2 separate regions of the Mus musculus genome follow, and region 1 is linked to region 2. The links are chromatin contacts, called in public Hi-C maps. All regions are on one chromosome and are shown on one strand. The core of a region is the stretch at or near the end of the contact, and the rest is flanking DNA. Distances in the headings are between cores, read along the strand shown. Region 1 overlaps Gm41874 (a long non-coding RNA gene). Region 2 overlaps Ablim1 (actin-binding LIM protein 1).

Region 1 (4,228 bases), core at 845-3,344, 330 kb after region 2:
AGACCAGGCTGGCCTCGAACTCTGAAATCTGCGTGCCTCTGCCTCCCGAGTGCTGGGATTATTAAAGGCGTGCGCCACCACGCCCTGCAGGAGAGGGTTTCTTACCAGAGCAGAAATAACTCAGTAACAAAGCCCACCCCAGCATGGGTGACAGTTCAGGAAAGCTGGGAACCTGGAGCACACTGAACAGCCTGTAGGCAGATCAGCAGGTTGGAGAGAGTCCTTTCCTGGTGACTTACACCTGTACCGAGCTGCTTGGCTTGTCTGAGAATGTTTCTTAGCTGTCTTGACTGTTTACTCTTGGGGGAGAGGAGGCTGGTGAATCGTGTCAGTTTCAGGGACTTCCTGAGACTATGTTGAATTGTTTAACTTGCTATGTTAGGGAGCTTCCCTGAAGGATAAAATGTTTCAATATGGGGGCGGTGTGTGGACCCTGCTACACAACACCAGAAAACATGAGGCGTCTCTTACCTAGTTGCATGGAACTTGGAAAACACTGTCTAGTAAGAAGCCAAAGGGTTGGCCTTTTCTAGGCCTTCATTGGTCCAGGCCTGTATTACACCAAACTCTGACGCTTCTTCAAACATCGAACATCCCACAGTAGACTCACATCAGACTCTCCCAGGCACAACTAGGATCTGTATGTCTTGCACACCAGCGATTGTATTTCAGTTGATTGCTGTGAGTATCCCCAATGTGTGAAGAGCCCAAGAACGTTTAGGGGCTTCCATGAAAGGCTCTGAGACCCACAGCTCATCCAGGACCCAGTCACTCCATCTGCCTGGAAGAGGCCTCAGCAGGATTCCCACCTGCTCCTCACACCATGCCAGGAATTATATGGACCTCCCGTTCTAATAGAGACCAAAGGAAACATTTCAATACAAACAACACAAACCTCTGAAGCTGCCCCAGCCTCTGGGCGCTGAACCTCACTTATCTGTGAAAGGGCAGTTGGGGAACTTCAAACCATCACTATGCCATTGATGTCCGGAGGAGGGTGCAAACAGCCCCAAAGCTCCTCTCAGCTCCCCTGCTTCCCTCTGCGGGCCTGAAAGTGGTCTCTCCCCAGGGATCAGAATAATTTCCTTCGGCTGAGTCTCATTGTATGCCTTTGATTTAGAGACACTTTTAGACACGTGAGATGCTAGGGCAGGTTTTCCTGGAGAGCTTTCTGAAGGCCAGCTTCTGCCCCGGGGGAGGGCTGTAGACTGGAGCAGCATTTGGAACACAATCCCAGCTGTTTTCCACTCTGCCAGTGGCCAGGTGTCTCACCTCCTCACTGTCTACCCCTTGTTGCTCGTTGCAGATAAAGAAAGGAAATTCTAGCCGGGCATGGTGGCACACGCCAGCACTCGGGAGGCAGAGGCAGGCGGATTTCTGAGTTCGAGGCCAGCCTGGTCTACAAAGTGAGTTCCAGGACAGCCAGGACTACACAGAGAAACCCTGTCTCAAAAAAAAAAAAAAAAGGAAATTCTGGGCCACCGTGAGATTTACTAGACGTGATCCAGCTGGCCCCTTTGTAGCTTCTTTCTTAGCCTTCATCCAAATTTTCCAAGCCCGGGCTTGCCACGTTGCTGCTTCCTGTAAATATTTTAGGGGAAGCCTGCCGGGCTCTGAGGAGTTTCAGAATGCTTTGCCCCAGCTGTTTAGCCACAGAGGCCGGGTTTATGGAGTCACTCATTCACTCTGACGGGTGTCTTGCAGCCTGCAGAGCCTGGCGGGAAGAAGGGAAATCTCCACATTTCATGGTTGTTTACCCAGCCCTCTTCCCCAAATACCCATTCTAGGACATCGTAAAGCTCAGTGCTCCCCCCGCCCTCCCCCGCTCCCATCTCCTTCATCTCTCCTTAGAAAAACCCAAACATGGCCTGCTCTATTTGTTTATTTACAAACCGAAGTGGCCAATCCATTTCCAAGCCGATGAAGCCCCGCTCATTAAACTGCTCTTGTTGACACTGTGTGTTTTGATCATCTGCGACCTTCGGTTTTCTGAGAGGCGGATGCTGTGTCTTCCTGTTTAAAGGGCCTGTGCGCATGGAGTCAAAAGCTAGGACTCACTGACCCAGATCAGCCCTGCCTGCGGTACTCTGTGGTTGGCAGCTTGCCTGAAGACCACAGCGAGGCTCCTGGGCTTTTTCAGAGCAGCAGCAGGCAAGCTCATCCGGAGCTGGGGAAGCAGCGGCCTCAAGCCGATGCTGCCAAGCGAAGCATGGGCGGAATCCATGCCCAGCCATTTCTCGTGCTCACAGCGCAGGGACGGGGGCGCCTAGCGGGCACAGGATGCTTTCCTGTGTGACAAAACAACTCCCCTGTTCCCCGAGGACGAGGAAACAGCTGAGAGGTAGAAGACAGACACTGTAGGTGCTGCTGTACACCACGGACGATACTGACAGACTAGAGCTCAAAAGAAAGACCATACAAGGACCACTAAGTTACTGGAGGACTGAGGTAGGCATGTGGTAGTGTTGCTGGAGGACACAGCCCCCTTTGTCAGTTCCTGGTCTTATAAAGAACTTTGGAAATGGACATGGGGTGGGGTATGGACGTGGTGGGTGTACTGGCTGGTTTTGTGTATCAACTTGACACAGGCTGGAGTTATCACAGAGAAAGGAGCTTCAGTTGGGGAAGTGCCTCCATGAGATCCAGCTGTAAGGCATTTTCTCAATTAGTGATCAAGGGGGAAAGGCCCCTTGTGGGTGGGACCATCTCTGGGCTGGTAGTCTTGGGTTTATAAGAGAGCAGGCTGAGCAAGCCAGGGGAAGCAAGCCAGTAAAGAACATCCCTCCATGGCCTCTGCATCAGCTCCTGCTTGAGTTCCAGTCCTGACTTCCTTTGGTGATGAACAGCAGTGTGGAAGTGTAAGTTAAATAAACCCATTCCTCCCCAACTTGCTTCATGGTCATGATGTTTGTGCAGGAATAGAAACCCTGACTAAGGCAGTGGGGAAGTAGAGAGGCGTCTCAGAGGTGAAGAGTACTTACTGCTTTTCCAGAGGACCTGAGTTTGGTTCTTAGCAGCCATGTGAGGTGTAAGGCTTGCAAGTGCCTGTATTTCCAGCTCCAGGGAATCTGGCATCCTTTTGTGGCCTCCTAGGGCATGTTCACTTTCACTCATGTCACACACACACACCCACACACACACACACAGACATACAGAGAGACAGAGTATTCTAAACAGATCCAGGAGGGAACGTGGAGCAGCTTACTGGGGTGTCCTGGGTGACAGGAGAGGCAAGTTGGCAGTCTTCACCACAGTCTAGAGGGTGACACCAAGACGAGGAAACAGAAGCATTAGGCTTCCTGAGAAGAAAACCAAGCAGACAGGCTCTGCAGTGAAAGCCTTAGAACTTCTGTTCGAGGGCTGCACTTTGTGGGGTCAGAAATACATGTGTCATTGTTAACGGGACAGTTGTTCTTTTTCTTTCTTATCTTGTCCTCCTGTAAGCCAAGTTTTCATCTCTGGCTTAGCCAGTCTTCCTTGGGTTATAAGGAGGACTTCCTCTTTGATGCTGCTATCTACATTACAAGAGGTTTGTTAACCCCCGACTGTGGAATTTGTGCTGGAGGATGCTGACCAGATAGACACATGTCCCAAATGGAGTCTGGGAGGCAGAAGTCTGCAGAGGGCTTCTCATGCATGCCTTTCTTCCTGCCTGATGTCTGCTGTTCTAGGAGTGAGCAGAGGAGATTACAGTTGACATGAACAACAGAAGATCTCGTCTATACTTTGTGGTTGGCTCCCCAGAAGATAGAAAATCTACAGTGATGCCCAAGGGAGATCAGGGATATTATTGTTACTTTCTATTGCTGTGATAAGACATTGTGTCTAAGACAACTTACATAGAGGATAAGTGGATTTGGGTCTGTGGTTTCAAAGGGGTAAGGGTCTTTCCATGACAGGGAAGATGGCTGCAAGCTGCAGGCACGGAAGGTGAAGCAGAAGCTGAGTGCCTGCATCCTGAACTGCAAAGACAGAGAGGAGAGAACAAACTCGAAATGGCACACGTCTGTAAGCTCTAGCTGGCTTCCGGTGACAAACCTCTCCAACATGGCCTTCTAAGCCTCCCTAAACAGCACTACCAATGAGGGGCTCAAGTATTCAAATGTCTAAGACTACAGGGAACGTCTCATTTAAAACACCACAAGAACTGTCCAGTTTGGGGATGTGGAGACAGCAAAAATATTCTGGTAAGAGTAAATAGCGATAGAAAAGAACCCCGATGCTCCAC
Region 2 (4,213 bases), core at 17-2,516:
CCATAAGCTTCCCTAGAGAGTTCCGTGGAGATGTGTTCAAGGGTTTGCTTTGTTTTCTGATCATTTTAGGGAGAGGCTCTGCAAACTGCAGCTATCCTTACAGAGAAAATATGCCTGGCCCATTCCGTCTGGCCTCATTAACATTCCTCTCCATTCCGCACAAAGACTTCATCAGGGATGAAGTTTTTTGAAAAAGGGGGGGTGGGGGATGCGGGATTCTTTCGAAAACAAAAGCCACCCTGTAGAGGTGGGATGGATGGATGCCTGGCTCCTTGGGTGGTTTTTGGGCAGGAGCCCCAGTGCAGTTTTATATCCCTGGAACAAAGTGTCCACAGGCACCAGTGCCAACGCTCTGGGAAGGTAGCCTGTTGCTTGAATACCCGTGCTTCCTCCAAATTCCAAGCTCAGTCTACCTGGTGGATGAATGGACTTAGGGGGCCATTAGTTATTAGCTGTGTGTGCGTGTGTGTGTGCGTGTGTGTGTGTGTGTGTGTGTGTGTATACTGAAGCTGCATGTCAGAAGCAGGGAAAACCGTTCCGATATCGGCAGGCACATCCCTCTGCTTTCCCCTGGCCCTCAATTATTCCGAGATTTTCTCTTTCCTCTACGTAAAGCCTGCCGCTAATAACAAAATACAAAGTAAAGGCTCCCGTGCATGCATGTATGCCAGTGATGAGAGTCAAAAGGAGATAAGAAAACAGGGCCTACAAGTCCAGAGGGGGCAGCGAAGGGACCTGAAAAATCCACTAACTGTTCCTTTGATGGGCGCCGCCTAAGGGTAGGCCCAGGGGGTTCATGAGTCTTGAGTCCAGCTCAAAAATAAATCTAAACCATTCTTTCCTTGGGACAGCAAGAAGATTAAAGTCAGACTCCATTTTCCTTCCCCTGGGACTCTTAACAGAGGGGCTGGGATCAAGCCTGATTATCACTGTGAGGAAAAGTCAGCCCTGCGTGAAAATCTGGACCAAGGCCAGGCTCTAGGTTAGAGTCTGGGCTTTACAACTCCGGAAGTGGAACTCTGCCCTCTAGGACGGCTCTGAGGACTGACCAATCATAGAGCTGATGGCAGCATTATCCTTGCCATAAGCATAAGGTTTTATGCCTGAGTGACTTGTATCCTTTGGAGCTAGAGGCTGCTCTTTTGAATTTGGATTTCAGAAATGAGCAAAACACACCAGAGCTAAGCAATAGTTACAGAGTCTGGGGCAAAACAGTGCATGGTGGTTTAAGCCAAGAGGGTTACCATGGCTACTTGATGAATCATTTTCCCCTAGCTGTACGACTTTTGGGTACTTTCCTAAGTCACTGACTGCCAAGATAAGGCCAACAGAGTCCAACACAAGCTTAAGAACAACAATAGAACATATTTATGGTGGGAGGGAACCCTCTTAGTTGGCCATTTGGACTTTGGCCTCAGGTTTTCTATAAAGGAAAAAAAAAAAAAAAAAAAAAAAAAAAAAAAGAGCCCATGAGAAGCACTTCCCCAAAGCCCAGGAACTAGTGAGCACACAGTGGTGACCTCCAGAGCATCCCATTCTGACCCCTTCCTTACCCGCAGCTTCTCCTCTGTCTTAGTGGACTGCTTACAGTCGGGATGCCACACGGTAGAACCTGGAAAGACAGAATGAACTGTGGGAATAGAGGAAATGGAAAGAAGGCACAGTCCTGTTAAGCAGACTTTCCACAGACCCCTCCCTCCCCAGCACAGGGTCCCACATGTGACCTCTGACCGTGAAGTCAACTCTACCCTTTGAGTGAGTTCTGAACTTGCTGTACACAGGGCACAATGGAGGGCCACAGAATGGAGTCTGAGAGCAGCCTCACACAAGAGATGTTTCCCTTTTAATAGGGTTACATTGTCTTTCTTTTTAAAACATAAATCATTGTTCTTTAAAAAGTAACACCTGAGACCTGAGTCCTTACTACTGGTTCTACTTGATCTTAGAATTAAAGCCATGTTTACATAAGTAACCATCAAAACACCCAAGCCACTTAATGAAGAGAAGTAGAGTCAAACTCAATGGCCCAGGTCCAGGTGTAAAACCTACTGAAGCTTTCATTTTTTTTTTTTTTTTAGGATTATTTATTTTATTTTATATATGTGAGTACACTGTCGCTGTCTTCAGACACACCAGAAGAGGGCATCCGATTCTTTTGCAGATGATTGTAAGCCACTATGTGGTTGCTAGGAATCGAACTTGGGACCTCTGGAAGAGCAAATAGTGCTCTTAACCACTGAGGCGCCTCTCACCCCTCATTCTTCTATTTCTATAGTTGCCCACACTTAGAGGAGAAATCAGATCAACTGGCAACGTTGTTAAACTTAGTTTATAAATCTTTCAACTTTTTAATTAAGTAACAGGAACAAAATCCTTTGGCTTCAATGAGTCAAGTAATGACCGAGGTGGATTTTCTGTTCCTGCTTCTAAGATCTCCCTTTCTCAGACTTCGAAGAACCTTCATGGGTGACACAGGTATCAAAGAATTAAAAAGCTGGAAGTCTCTCTTATGCTCTTACTCTCCTACTCTCACCCTCTCTGTCCCTTCTTCTCTTCCCTATTCCCCTCTCCCCTCTCTCTCTACATGTTCCTGGCTGGCCTCTCCTCTCCCCTCTCTACTCTGTCCACTCCCCTTCCCCCTCCCCCAACCTGTCCCCTGTCCCCTCTCCCTCTCTCTGCCTTTCTCTATCTCTACTCCATCCTCAATTCCCCTCCCCATGCCCTAAATAAACTCTGTTCCATTTTTTAAAAAAGCTTAAAGTCCTTATCTTGAAACTTCAGCCCCTGTGCTATGATTGTGTAAGACTGGATGCATACATAACAGGTATCATATACATGTACGACCACAGGAAAGGATGATATGTCAATTCTGTGTCCACACATGTATTTCTTCAGACATGGAGGGTCTGAAGAACACAGATCACTTGGAAAGACTCAAACTAGTGAAATTACTGGCTCGTTAGTGACTGGCACCTCAGAGTCTCAGAAGCCACACCAGTCTTTGTATCTGTACAGCATCTTCTCAACTTTGACTCCCAAGCAGCAACCTCTGTATACCAGAAGTCGCCAAATTAACTCATGAATAATATTTTCTGCTGAGCTAAAATACTATCAAAGACAAGGAAATATATTCTACAGCAGAATAATATTTCAATCTCTATCGAATAATCATTTCTACTTCGCATCATTGACACAGAAGAGGAGGAGAAGGGGGGGTGGGGAGAAGAAGGAGAAAGGGGGTAGGTCAAACAAAAACCAGACAGACATGCAGGTCCCTTCAATATTAACATCGGCTCACACTCTAACTATAAAGCACAGGAAATCTCTAAATGTGGATATGGAGAACCAAAGGGTCATGGGCAGGTCAGGAGAAGCATTCTCTGGGAGGTTCTACTAAGCAGAAGGCACCAGACAGGACACAGTCCACACTCAATGTCAGCATTGTTCTCCAAAGGTCAAACACACTGGGAATGTGACCTGTGACCCCAGAGAGCATCAGATGCTGAGGGAAACGAAGCTTATTCTCGAAGGTGTGCCAAGAGAGCAGGTAGCAGTAACCCAGCTCCACTCCAGAGAAAACTTAGAAGCGCCCTGGGGGTCTGAATGCAGCTCATTTGGGAGGTTGGTATATTTGTGCACAGCTGGAACCCCTTTCTGTTTAGCATCTGGACCCAGAGAGAGCACACTGTAGCCTGTGTTTCTCCGTTCCTAGCAGACACAGGCTTCCATGTACTTGGGAGCCTGTAATTGGTGCATTAATACTTAAAACCAGGCCTGGAGGGGCTGGTGAGATGGCTCAGTGGGTAAGAGCACCCGACTGCTCTTCCAAAGGTCCGGAGTTCAAGTCCCAGCAACCACATGGTGGCTCACAACCATCCGTAATGAGATCTGACTCCCTCTTCTGGAATGTCTGAAGACAGCTACAGTGTACTTACATATAATAAATAAATAAATCTTTAAAAAAAAAAAAACAAACCAGGCCTGGAGATGCATACAGACCTAACCAGGCTTTCTGAAAAAAATAAATACAAATAAATAAAGTGCAAAGTGGCACCTGCCCATCACCAATGCAGATGTGCCACCAATCTGTGGGAAGATGTGTCCTGTGAAGCCTCCAGAGACCACAGATGTGGCACCCGTGGCTTGCCATCCCGCGGCCCTTCAACACTCAGTGCTGTGTTTGCCACAGCTTTTCAGGCTAGACCTGAAAAGG

Evidence for each region. A called contact is a pair of places that touch in the nucleus more often than the background predicts.
Region 1: a contact with region 2 is called in a Hi-C map of uterus, with 2.8 times the contacts expected there. The contact joins two enhancer-like sites. A contact is called at or near these places in 1 of 15 datasets of contacts at CTCF or cohesin (large pre-B cells), 1 of 484 Hi-C or Micro-C datasets (uterus) and 2 of 115 datasets of contacts at active chromatin or transcription factors (large pre-B cells and memory CD8 T cells).

The regions. Positions count from the first base shown.
Region 1 is chr19:57,409,882-57,414,109 of GRCm38.p6, forward strand. It overlaps Gm41874 (a long non-coding RNA gene), which reads left to right. Exons shown (of 3, transcript XR_877961.2): 3 at 1,307-1,391. Among named protein-coding and RNA genes, the nearest start is that of Gm41874, 7.5 kb to the left of the region's middle. Within about 2 kb of position 2,095, at least 156 of the 459 cell types and tissues checked have an H3K27ac peak or open chromatin away from gene starts, as enhancers often do. A contact at or near this core is called in uterus, where this site is marked.
Region 2 is chr19:57,078,260-57,082,472 of GRCm38.p6, forward strand. Ablim1 (actin-binding LIM protein 1) reads right to left here. Exons shown (of 26, transcript NM_178688.4): 8 at 1,554-1,612. Among named protein-coding and RNA genes, the nearest start is that of Afap1l2, 72 kb to the left of the region's middle. Within about 2 kb of position 1,267, at least 140 of the 459 cell types and tissues checked have an H3K27ac peak or open chromatin away from gene starts, as enhancers often do. A contact at or near this core is called in uterus, where this site is marked.